2 separate regions of the Mus musculus genome follow, and region 2 is linked to region 1. Evidence: chromatin contacts called from public promoter capture Hi-C data. All regions are on one chromosome and are shown on one strand. Each heading gives the region's core, a stretch centred on a gene start, on an enhancer-like site or on the middle of the called end of the contact. The rest is flanking DNA. Distances are from core to core; before and after follow the strand shown. Region 1 holds the start of Cypt3 (cysteine-rich perinuclear theca 3). Region 2 holds the start of Nbdy (negative regulator of P-body association).

The links. Capture Hi-C pulls out chosen DNA fragments and counts their contacts.
Region 2: a contact with region 1 is called in a promoter capture Hi-C map of adipose tissue. The contact joins the promoter of Nbdy here to the promoter of Cypt3 in region 1. A contact is called at or near these places in 16 of 39 promoter capture datasets (the 3T3-L1 cell line, 3T3-L1-derived adipocytes, the C10 cell line and 9 more), 2 of 115 datasets of contacts at active chromatin or transcription factors (embryonic stem cells and stem cell-derived neural progenitor cells) and 1 of 9 other capture datasets (adipose tissue).

The regions. Positions count from the first base shown.
Region 1 is chrX:153,556,342-153,562,838 of GRCm38.p6, reverse strand. Cypt3 (cysteine-rich perinuclear theca 3) reads right to left here and starts at 4,246. Exons shown (of 2, transcript NM_173367.3): 1 at 3,957-4,246; 2 at 3,404-3,785. The coding sequence starts at 4,226. The coding sequence ends at 3,540.
Region 2 is chrX:153,722,169-153,728,181 of GRCm38.p6, reverse strand. It overlaps Nbdy (negative regulator of P-body association), which reads right to left and starts at 4,628. Exons shown (of 4, transcript NM_027327.1): 1 at 4,245-4,628; 2 at 2,341-2,477. The coding sequence starts at 2,349.

The DNA.
Region 1 (6,497 bases), core at 2,997-5,496:
TTCTGGAACTCCCTGTGTAGACCAGGTTAGCCTTGAACTCACAGAAACTCACCTACATCTCCTTCCCAAGTGCTGGGATCAAAGACTTGGGTCATCATGTTTAGCTTGATCATCATTTATAAAAGCCCAATGCCAAGAATATCGGACGAAAGAATGATGATTTTATGAGGATGGAGAAAATGGAGCTAAGAGGCCAGACATAAAAGTGTGCATATTTTAATATTTTGTAGTTGGTTTTAATTGTCTGCTTGAAACAGCCTAGAGTCATCTGAGATGAAAGCCTCATTTGAGGGCACATCTAGATGGGCACATCTGAGTGTGGTTTGCCCTCATTGAACCTCTTAAGTTCAGTCCATAATATCACCTGCCTAAAGATACAGGGAACGCTCTTCAAAAGATAGGGCTCTTGGAGGGTGGTGATACGCACAAGGACACCAAAGTTCAAGTTTACATCTGATGGTGTCCTGGTAGTGAAGCTTTTAACAGAACACTTCTGACCCATCCCCACTTTCTTGAATCTCTTGACTTGTGATTTTTTCCCAACCCCCCAGTTTTGGTCCCATGTCCAGCATATTGAAGCCATTACATGTGCTATACCACTGGAAAAGTCTTTAACTTACCTGCTATTATTGTAACATTGGTTATATCTAGCCACCTAGTCATTATTGGAGCTAGCATGATTCACAGCTTTGGATGACATTTCTAGCCTAGTGGCCTTGCATACAGTTTTCTGATTGAATTTAAGGCTACTCCACAGGAAAGAAATCATAATGGGCATAGTAAACCTCGCAAAGAACTAACGGCTTGGAAGGTCATATGCTCAATGGGAGGCCTTATGCCCTACTACTACCATTTTGCTAAATTAACCTAGTTTCAAACTCCCCTCTAAATATCTAAATCAAGTGGAGGAGTCTATGGATAAAGGCACTTGATGCCAAGCCTAACAACCTAAGTTCAGTTGCTGGGACTCTGGTGATAGGAAAGTATCAACAACTAAGGCCTTCATGGGTATATGTGCATGAGTGAATACACACACACACACACATACACACACACACACACACACAGCTACACACAGAGGCACACACACACACAAATTAAGCTAACAAAAGTAAATAAAATGGTTAATTTTTTACCCATATATTAGTGCAGCTTTCAACCCTCAGCAGAGAAGCTTCTTGCAATGCACAGCAGTCAACAAACACCGAGACTCACAGCTACTACAAATCCAGAGCATAAATGACAGTGGCATGCTCAACCCCAACTGGAACATCTATGTCACTTCCCATGCCTTTAAGGCTCAGGGAAGATTAAGAGGTGGCAGAAAGACTTTAAGAACTAAACATTGGGGAGGACAAGAACACAGTAGTGTTTTCTGGGTATAACAAGACCACTGCAGTGATGAACTCACAGCAGTTGTGGTTGCCTACACAAGACTGGCAAGAGGTCAATCCAGTAAGCATTCTAGCATGCAAATAAGAGGGGATCCTGAAACCCAATCTGTAGCTGAATGGTATTGGCTGTTGATGGTTATAGAGAAAAGGAGTGTCTGTTTTCTTCTCTGGTAGGTTGCCCATAATCTGGTGGATAGCCTTACACTCATGGACATATTGACAGTGCTGATATCAGAGGGGTATAAATAAAGAGGTTGCCAAGTTGAGAGGGAACCACACACATGTCTAGGAAATGTTAGGAGGTATAGCAGTGGATATGTTTAAAATATACTGTATGTATATTTAATTCTGAAAGAATAGATAAAATTAAAAATTTGGAGAACCTTAGAAGAGAGCAACAAAATGAAGTTATGCAACCACAACCAATTTCTCCCCAAACTCAGTGCCACATGAACCTCTGCTTTATGAAGTATCCAAAGTTTAATATTTCACAACAGCAACACAAAAGGGGTACTCTAAACTAAAAAAAAAATTGTAGTGACTTGTGGGCACACTCATTCTTGTAGTGAAGACTACATAAGTGTATGCATATGTAAAGGCATCAAAATGCATATTAGCATTTTATTGTCTATGTGTGTATGTTTGTGTATATGCATGTATTCTTTTGAGTCTGGATGCATGCATGAAGGATGGATGTATATACTCATGTGTTTGTTTGTGTTTGTCTGTGTGTGTGTGTTTGTGTAGCAAAGGGCAACTTTTCTGTAGATTCTCTGGTGCTACCCACCTTAAAAATCTTAAAATCAGAAGAACAAAAACAAAACAAAACAAAAAAGTATCAGCAAAGTGTCTCACTGGCCTGGGACATACCAATAGTGTATACAGGCTAGCTGGCCAACAAGTGTCAAGGATACACACTTTTCCACATCCTCAGTGCAGTAAATAAGAGTTTCCAACATCACACACTGGTTTCTTTCTTTTTTGAAACAGTGTCTCACCATGTAGCCTCATAGTGATCTGCCTGTCTCTGCCTTGAGTGCCAAGAGTAAATGCCTATGCCACCATGCCACCATGCCAAGCTGATGGGGTTGCTTTTTTTTTTTTTTTTTTTTTTTTTTTTGGTTTTTCGAGACAGGATTTCTCTGTGTAGCCTTGGCTGTCCTGGAACTCACTCTGTAGACCAGGCTGGCCTCGAACACAGAAATCTGCCCGCCTCTGCCTCCCAAGTGCTGGGATTAAAGGTGTGCACCACCACTGCCGGGCTAGGGTTTCATTTTTTAATTGTGAGTTCTGGGGATCAAACTCAGGTCCCCCATGCATGTGAGGAATCAACTGAGTCATCTCTCCAGCCCCACTTTACGCTTTGAAAAACTTGTTTCACAATATGTCCTCAAGGGATTAAAAAAGTGTTAGCAAATATACAGTAAAGCTATCTGGAAAGGCATAGTTGTTTTAAAACATGCTGTAGACATTACTACCTGTTTCATGACCAGCACTGGTTGGCAGACCCGTTCTCACTGTCCTATTCCTCCTCCAATTTCTGAAGAGGTAGGCTAAATCAGTGCTGCACTTGCAGATTCCAGTCAAAATCACTGGTGCCTTTCGATGGGGTGAATGAAGTGTTTGGCCCTTCTGAGGGTCTTAGCACAAGAGATCATAATGAGGACTGTAAGAAACACCACAATGAGGTAGGGGTCCTAAAGTTGATGTGCTGCCTAAGATAGGACTGGAACTGCCACTACACCTCAGTTCATATCGATGTAACACCCTGAAACCATGCAGAAGTCCTAGCCAGTGACATTTAGGAAGACCCTGGGCTCTCCCTGTTGCCCAGTGAAATAAAGCTTCAGGGGGACATTTGTGCTAGCTCAGTTCTGACCCTCCTGTGTCTGCCGATCAGGGGGTTGTTCACACCACTCCCAACCTTCTAGAAACTGATGTTCCTTCTCATCATATTCCCCAGTCTTCCCTACCCCACCCCTCTCCCTTGACACCATCAGAGACAGAGTGACACATATTTTCACATCTTATTATTTTCACCATCATACAAATTAGTTTGTGGTGAAAAGTGGCCTTGACAGGACCACAGCTCAGCTCCCAGACCCGTTCACTGATGTTTCATGGGTCTTTGGACCTGTTCAGGGTCTAGGAGCTGGCCAAGTCTCCATTCGGAACCTGGTCACTGTCAATGCATGGTGGAACTTCCTCCGGCTCAGACACATTGGCATTCTCATGAGAGAACAATGCCACTGTAATCTCACTTGGCTCCAAAGCCATAGTCGGTTCCGGTTCGATCAGCTCCAGTTGGCTCCGCATCAATCGAAGTTCAGTAGCACTCTTGATTCGTCTCCTAATTCTCCTTCTAAGTGATTGTTCCCCCTTCTTCGTAATCTGAAAGAACTACAGTCATAAGGGCACTGGTTTGGGGAAAAGATAGAACGTGGATGAGGATTCATGTAAAGGGGTAGAGGTAGATGGGAAGTTTATTGTAGGCCTGAGAAAGTCTTAGGGGAAAGAATGACTGAAGAAGGGAGGGAATGAGCTTAGCTTGGGATCTCTCACCTTAAATGTAATTCTGCTACGAGAAGGACGAGAACGATAACAGCAAAAACCACAGCAACAACGACAGCAACCACAGGAACGAGACTGAAAAAGAGAACGAATTAAGGAACGATGAGATCTCTTGGGAAGCTTAGATCTAGGGTTTCGCTTCTTATTAAGCTTGAATCTTTTGGCGGCGGTCTTAGGCTTCGATCTTTTGGCTTTGGCAGCGGCGGCTGCTGCTGCTGCCGCAGCTCTAGACCCGTGGACTTTCTTGGCCACCTGAGCCATAGCGGAGCTCGCCAGGGACTGGCCCCAGAGCTCTGAGCACCCTGCTTATCACCCTGTCAGAACAATGGTGGGCCACACCCCTCAGCCCTGATTGGTCAGCAAAGCTCTCCCTAGCCAAAGGCAGCTAAGGAGTGGCTGAGACCTCACAAAGCCTTACCTCTGACCCTTTTGAAGATATCTAACCTATGCCAGCCAGGTATAGTGTAAAAGTTTGGAAGTCCATGCAATGTGTGCCTGCTGCCATGGCCCCTTAATCTATGCTTATCGATCCTCTAACTCTTTTAAACTATAATCTCCCAATTAAATCTTTTCTTTTATAAATTGTACATGGTATCTCTTCACAACAAACAAAAATAGCTAAGACTGATCAGCAATGGGAAGTTGATATGATAAAAATATGTCTTACATGTGTGTGCGTAAAATTATCACAGAGTGAATTTTTAAGGGAAAAAAAACATTGCTGAATTAGGTATTGTGCAGAATGAAAATGACAAAGAATCAGTGAACTTTGAGAACACATCAACAAAATCTGTCCTTAATCTAAGATATTCTGTATTTTATGTTATTTGTGTAGGGGTCGTGTCTGCATGTTTGTCTATGGACCTATTCATGCAGAGCTTCATCAGGGATTATTATTTTTATTATTATTATTGCATATATGTCTCTAAACATAACCTGATTGGTTCATATAATGGTACCTGCACTTAACGTTTTTAGGGCTGACACTTTGCCACTGGACAGTCAAGTGTTGTGCTCTTCATTGGGGAAAACGATTTCTCCTTTCTTCATGCCTCAGTTCCCTAGAGTTGTTTGTGTAAACTTAGGCCCCATGGGCATTTCTTTGTCCACTTTGGCATGCCTGTTTGTGACATCCTTGTTAAGCTCACATTTGAGCAGTGATGTTGGTGAGAGTTTATGGGTTTAGCTTTAGCCGTGAAAAAGAGATGCAATCTTACAGCAAATTCCCTGATCTCTGGCTCTTACAACTCTTTCCTCTGTTTTTTCAAACAAACTCTATATAATTAATTTACTGTATATATCATCAAATTTAGACTTCCCTCTTTCTCTTGAGTCTGAGGTTTGTGCTTTTTAGCGGAATATAGTTTCCCATCTGTGTCTAAGGTACTGATAATATAAAAGTTAGTTCTTTCTTTATAATCTCTTAAGATCCCATGTTTGCATTTTGAATGGATAATTTTCTCTTTGAAACTGGGTGTTATTCCCAGCACACACGTGAAAGCTCACAGATATCTATAATTACAGTTTCATGAGATCTATCATTCTATTCTGCCCGCATGGGGCATTACAAAAATTTTAACACCAAAAAAGTCAGGTACCTTTATGGTATTCTCCTATAAATTAACTAGAAACTAGTGGTTATTTCTGTGCCACAGACCTATGACTGATTTGTGTTTATATTTTTCTTTTATAGTTTTTCCACATTTCATAGAAATCTGATATGTTACTTTTATAAAGTCAAAGAAAATATTTAAAAAAATAACAAACACAAAACAAAGGCAATTCCTGTGTTTCTTCTCTGCCATTGTGGCTTAGCTCCTGCCAGAGGCCTGCCAGTTGCTATTCTAGCTTCTCATGCTGCTTCTTTGCAGAGAAGAACAGATGTTCTTTAAGCTAGTGCTGATTAAAGATTCAGAAAGGTAGGCTGTCTGTTACCATTGCTCCTTTGTACTCTTTCCACCGTCTGAAGCTAATAGGATTGTATAGAAGAAAAGATGGTGGTCACCTCCTACTGCTCTTACAGACAAGCTCTATAGAGCTCCTTCTCTTATTGTTTGGAGGGAGCAGACTGTATAAACCTTTAAAGACTGAAGTCCTAGTGTTTGTGCATGCGTGCACAAGTGTATGCATGAGAGGAGGGATGAAAGAGTGGTGGTGGGGGAGCATAACCTACTGAGGGGTCTATGTCTGTTTATATTGTTCTCTACTTCTATAAGTGATTCTTTACCACTTATAATTTATAGTGTTAGAATACATATAACCTTGAAGATTATTCCATTTTTCATCTTGCTGGTGACAATCTTTGTGTAAAGAAGATGGCACATAATCAGTCTAAATTACCACAGCTTGTTATTGATTCTGGCTTTTGTGTTGCCGAGGTTTTTGAGTAAGCTTTCCCTCATAAGATGTTGAGTTTTGGTCCTCCTTTATTGGCATATGCCAATCTCAGATAAACATCTTTGATATATTTATTTTCCTAAATTAGTGCTAATTTATCTATGATTTTAGGTTAAACCCAACATTTAGCTCATC
Region 2 (6,013 bases), core at 3,379-5,878, 160 kb before region 1:
TGAATAAACTTCCTGATCAAGGACTAGAAAGACACAAACAAACAAAACCTAAGTGTAATTAATACGTCATCCTGGATTGCACCTTCAACCAAGAAAACAGGTAATGTATGAGAAAGTATTTAGGCCAAGTAAACACAGTGAAGAAGTAAGCAAAGCAGAAATACAGGTGCAAATTCCTTTTAGGTGGCAAAATGAAAGAGAATGGTAGAACACATATGGCAAGACATGTTAATCGATGTGGATAAAGGGTAAAGCAGTGATCTATACTATCCTCATTGTTTAACCAAGGACTTAATTGATCAATGAACATCCTAACCATGATTTTTGCATTTAAGGAAAGAAAAAAAAACTTTTGGCAGTTGTTTTGTTTGTAGACAAGTTGTGTTTATGTAGCCCAGGGTGGCCAGACTCATTATGCAAACTAGACTTTATCAAACTCATGAGAGTCACCTGTCTCTGCCTCCTGGATACTGGAATTAAAGGTATGCACCACCCTACCTGGCAAGAAAAGTTTTGTATTCCAATCTCCATTGAGATTCACAGCAACTATACACATTTCTTTTTTGTTGCAAGAAGGATTAAATAGCTGGGCAGTAGTGATGCACGCCTTGGTTCCTAGCACTCAGGAGGCAGAGGTAGGCAATCTCTGTGAGTTCAAGGCTAGCCTGGTCTACAGAGCAAATTCTAGGACAGCCAGGGCTACACAAAGAAACACTGTCTTGAAAAACCAAAATAAAATAATAATAAAGGACTAAAAATACTTTAAAGTAGAGAAAAAAATAATTATAATTTGGCTAATGATTTCATGTTTAAAAGAATGCATATATAACTGTAAACTTAAAAAGCAAAAATAAAATGTCATAGACTGGGGCTAGAGAGATGATTCCGTGATTAACAGTGCTTGTTGCCCTTGCAGAGCATGGGGTACAGTTCCCAGCACCCACATGGCAACTCACAGCCATCTGTAACGGCAGTTCCAGGGAATCTGATGCTCTCTTCTGACATCCATAGGTACCAGGCATACACATGGTACATACATACGTGCAGACAAAACTTCCATACATATGAGATGTCCAAATTTAAAAAATCATTAGACACAGTATAAAACAGTAATTATTGGAATATAATAACAAAATAATATATACAAACCTGTGAAATTCTTACCAACTGTAGAGAATAATTTGTAGTTTTAACTTTTCATTTTAGAAAAGAAATATTAATCAGCAAGAGCCCAATTCACTAAATTAGAAAAAGAACAAACAAGAGGAAACTAGAAGGAAATTAAATACAGATAAATGCCTAAGAGAGAAAACAGGGCTGGAGAGATGGCTCAGTAAGCAAAAAGTAAACTGCTTGCTATGCAAGCCCATAGACCTAAGTTCTGTCTCTAGCACCTAAATAAAAGCTGGACATTGCTTCCAGGCTTCTCATCACAGTGCTGGGGAAGGCTGATCACTTGGGCTGATCAACAACAAAAACCCCAACCAAACAAAAGACAGAAAGTGCATGAGTCCTAAAGACCAAGTTTTGCACTGTCCCTCAGCCCCCAAAGAATGTGGAAGCCTCGTTAAAAATCAAAATAAGGAAATTTGTTAAAAATTATTGTAATTTATCATCACATTGTCATAGGAATGAGGAAAATATACTTATGCACTAGATACAGACAAATTATTTTGAGAAAACAAAACAGAAAATTCCATACTCATTCACAATAAATCCCCTCAGCAAACTAGGAATACACAGTAATTTCTAGCATTTAATCTAGGCTTTAATCCCAGCACTCAGGAAGCAGAGGCAGTCAATGTCTGAGTTCGAGGCCAGCCTGGTCTATAGAGTGAGTTCTAGGACAGCCAGGGCTACATAGAGAAACCCTGTCTTAAAAAACAAAAAACAAAAATAAAAATAAAAAACCAACTAATTTTCTTGGACAAACTAAAAAAATACACATTAGAAAAGAAGTCAGAGCCATTACAATATAATTAAAAAGCACCTTATTACTAGAAAAAAATAAAATAATTCAGAAAGGATACCTGTTATGAAATTGGTATAAAAGTACTCATTATTTTCCCCTTAACTAGCAACAATTAGAAAATGGGGTTAAAAAGACTCACTTTCCAGTAAGAGCAGAAACTAAAGTAATGGGTCAGCAGTACAGTCCCTAAACTGCTTTACAGATTTACATGGTGATTTTTAGTGCATATCGTTTCATTAACTATAGAAAATGTTTCAATTTATCATTACTGCTAGCATTTGGGGATTTGTCTGATTATTTTTGAACATGCCATTATCAACTCCTTCTTCCTCCTTCTCGTGCATTTTTATTTAAAAAAAAAAAATTACCTTTAGCATCACAACTTCCAGGAGCAAGACACCAGCAAAAGCAGGGCAGCATTGGAAAGAACCTTCATGGTCTTCAATGGGTGAACTATTTTACAAACGCACCAAGGAAATGAAGCCATACTGCAGTCCCTCACAAACTGGAAAACAGTAAAAGAAGGTGAAGTCCTTTCTTCTTCTGTCACTATAGTCTGTCTCATTTTCTTCTGGCCTTTTCAGTTCCTTATGTTCCTTTCAGCTCCCAATTCAATGGTGCATTCCTATTCAATAACTGGGTCCACAGAATTAGGGGGTATGTTCTGTACAGCAGCTCACAGCATCAATTCTGGAACCAATGCTTGCATTTTCTTTCTTAAGCAAATCTCAACAAGGCCATTTAAGTGTCTCACAACTTGTGGCAACTTATAGGCCTATACAAACATCCTTTAGTGGAGTTGTGATTAAACGCAAGCATTCGAAATCCTTTAGAAAAAGATGGCACACACACACCAACCACACAAATTCAACAAGTATCCGCCATTACAATTATGTATGCTTTAAATCACTGGGGAAAATTACGCAGCTCTTAAACACTTCTTGCCCTGAATAGCCCCCTTTGTTTCCTAGGTGAGCATTTCTTTCCCTATTGCCTGTTAAATTACCATTTTCACTCTGAATAGAGGTTTAAAAAAAAAAAAAAAAAAAAGAGGGAAGGACCGGCCTATTGGAATGACAATCAACTGCTTTTAGGTGAAATGAGACTCCATTTTTTTTATGCTTTAGCAACAAACCTGATACCCAGAATGTTCACTCAATAATATTCATTGATTAGCTCAAATATCTATTTTACTCCTGCTAAGTTTTGGTCATCTGTCCCCCACACCTCCCTGTTCAAGGCCTAACCACAGCAAGGGCTCCATAAAGATTGAAGATGAAGAAGAACTGTGAGCCTGAGTCAAACTTGTTCATTTGTTTTCTTTTTAACATAAGCCTCATTCAAATGAGCTATTAGTTCTGTGAAAATAAGAGTTAGAGTCTTAAAACACAAATAGTCCTTATTTGGAAATTTCCAATGCTACTCGTTCATCCAGAATAAACTGCGTACTCCTTAGCAAAACACTCAAGGCCTACAGCCCTGTATCACACTTCTCTCACAGACTTAGAATTACAGCCACGCTGCCCCAGAACAATCTTGCCCTCTGGCTTTCATTGTAGAAACACTAGGCCTAAAAAGCATCCTAACCCATATGGTAGATGTCACTCACCCTTTAAGGCCCACCCACAAATTCCCCCCTCCTCTTTGATGGCTCTTGAAGACTAACAGGCTCCATCAAGAGCCATCTCCATCCTCCATGATTCCTGAATACCTTGAACAAGCACATTTTTATGGTACTTGGGTTTGACCATCATATTATAACTTGTTTTCACTTACTAAATACCATCTTACACAGAAAAAAAAAAAACCCAGTTCTCAAAGCTCACTTTACAATCTCCTCTGGGCACAGGCATTAGGCCTTTAGTACATCCTTACACTTGGTCTTGGGCTAAGCATTTTTAAATGGAAAAAATTTCAATATATACACAAAAACAGAAGAGTATAGTAAATCCCCACCCAGTTTTAATTTATTAGCCAGGGAACATTGTGTTAGTATCTCACTATACCTTGGCCTGTCATGAAAATCAAAACACTGCAGTTTTTAAAATTACAATTAACTCATGTAAAATATCTTAATTACTCACCGCAATCAAATACCTATTTCATCCAAGCATACTTTTTTTTTAAAAAAAGAAAGACTTTTCAATGCCTGTACTTGTTTCTTTTCTCTTTGAATTTGTGGAAAGAACAGGAAAACAGGGAAGAGCTGGGGAAAGGCATAATTAAGTTTCAGAGAGCCTGGATGTCCCAGATGAGAACGAAAGAATCTGACCTGATTTCGGCTGGGAAAAAAATCTATTTCACTACTTCTCCGGAGGAGGAGGGTGCGACTTGAGTCCAGCAGATGCAGGAGGAGGCGCCGAGGGGAGAGTGCTACTACCTCCACTGGGAGTCCCTTCGGGATAATCCCACCGCGGAGCCAGGACACAGCGCTTTTTTGGAGGCTTGGGTTCCCGCGTATTTCCTGGTGGGAGCGTGGATCTCCCGGAGGCACAAGGTTGGTCCCCCATAGGTATGACAGGACCAGAGCGTTAGTTTTCTCTGGTGGGCCCTGGCAAGGCCGAGATCTGAGATGGCGGATCCCCTCCAGGCACGGGGCTGGCTTCCTCCTGGTTTCGCTGTTACCGTATTTCCTGTATCCTGAGACGTATATCCCTTCTCCGCCTCCTCAGCGCTCCGTTCCCCAGCCCACTTTAACCTTTCTACGAGAATGGAATGCAAAGAGAAAAAAAAAAAAAAAGGAGCGCATTTAATAAAGTGCTTTTCCACAGCACATCTCTCTCACAGTTTAATTAGTTGTATGGAGAGTTTTGTACAATTTAATTTAAAAAAATACTAATTTGCTGTAACTTGCCAACGGGGCAGGTGTTAATCAATGAGTGTGTGGCATGGTCGCGGGAGTGCTGTAACCAAAGAAATCAAGCGTTTTACACTGCAGTCCCTTACGCACAGCACATCACAGAGCCATGAAAGGGGTACAACCATCTAGGAAGCTGTGTACAAACACGTTGACTTATTGATTACAGTGTTAAAATTGAAAACCGGTTGTGGAAAATGGACGCACAATAAATTCATCATAAACCAAGACCTCTGTTTACTTTATAATTTTAAAATTTTGTCATCTTTGAAAATTCACTGTATTTTTTTTTCTCATTCCAACAGCCAAGATCTCTTTGAAAACAGACAACGGGTGACACTCCATGTTTAATCGGCAAGATTTTATTTCTTTTTTAGGGTTATGGAAAACAATGACTCATCTTACTATTGTGGTATGTTATATTCTATGTTATATGGTAAGGAACCAGAAACAGTTACCAGAAGGTTCACAAAACAGAGAAAAAGCTTCTGAATTTCTTTGACAGGCATCGCTCCATAACCTTAATGTCTCTGCCACTTGCCTGTGCATAAATGAAACCCCACTTTTCCACTACCACCCTCATTGGTTTATAATGGAGAAATCTCAATCTATAATGTCACACAAACTCCGAACCGCCTCCAAGCTCTGTTGTATTTTATTAATTGAATTATTGGAATTTGGGTTTCCACCTATGATAATTTATGTGCAAAATGATACCACATTAAGGATAATCCGTTCAAACCAGTTACTGCCATAGCTATCTCACACCTTTAAGATGGCTGCCTTCCCCCCAAGCACCCAGCACAGTCTCTTACATAAATAAGGTACCAATAGATATTTGGTAAGATTCAACAGCCCTACGGGTTTTTTTTTTACTAAAAAAAAATTAAAATCTAATAACATCACTTCTATTTTTGCCTTTCCTAACTCCAATATGTAATATGTGCCCCCAGTTAAGTCCTTACAGATCAGGGTATCAACTGCTACTACTAGAACCAGAAAATCCTAAGGGAAAAAAACAGTGAGGAATATTAGAGAGAATGCTTTAGAACCAGAAGAACATTTGTACTTAAACATGATAGCAGTCAACATCCTAGGAGTAATAGTTGAAGTTATGGGTGTGGGTACTATGCCAAGAAAAAAATAGAGACAGAAATAGAACTGAGTACAAATGGAATTCTGGT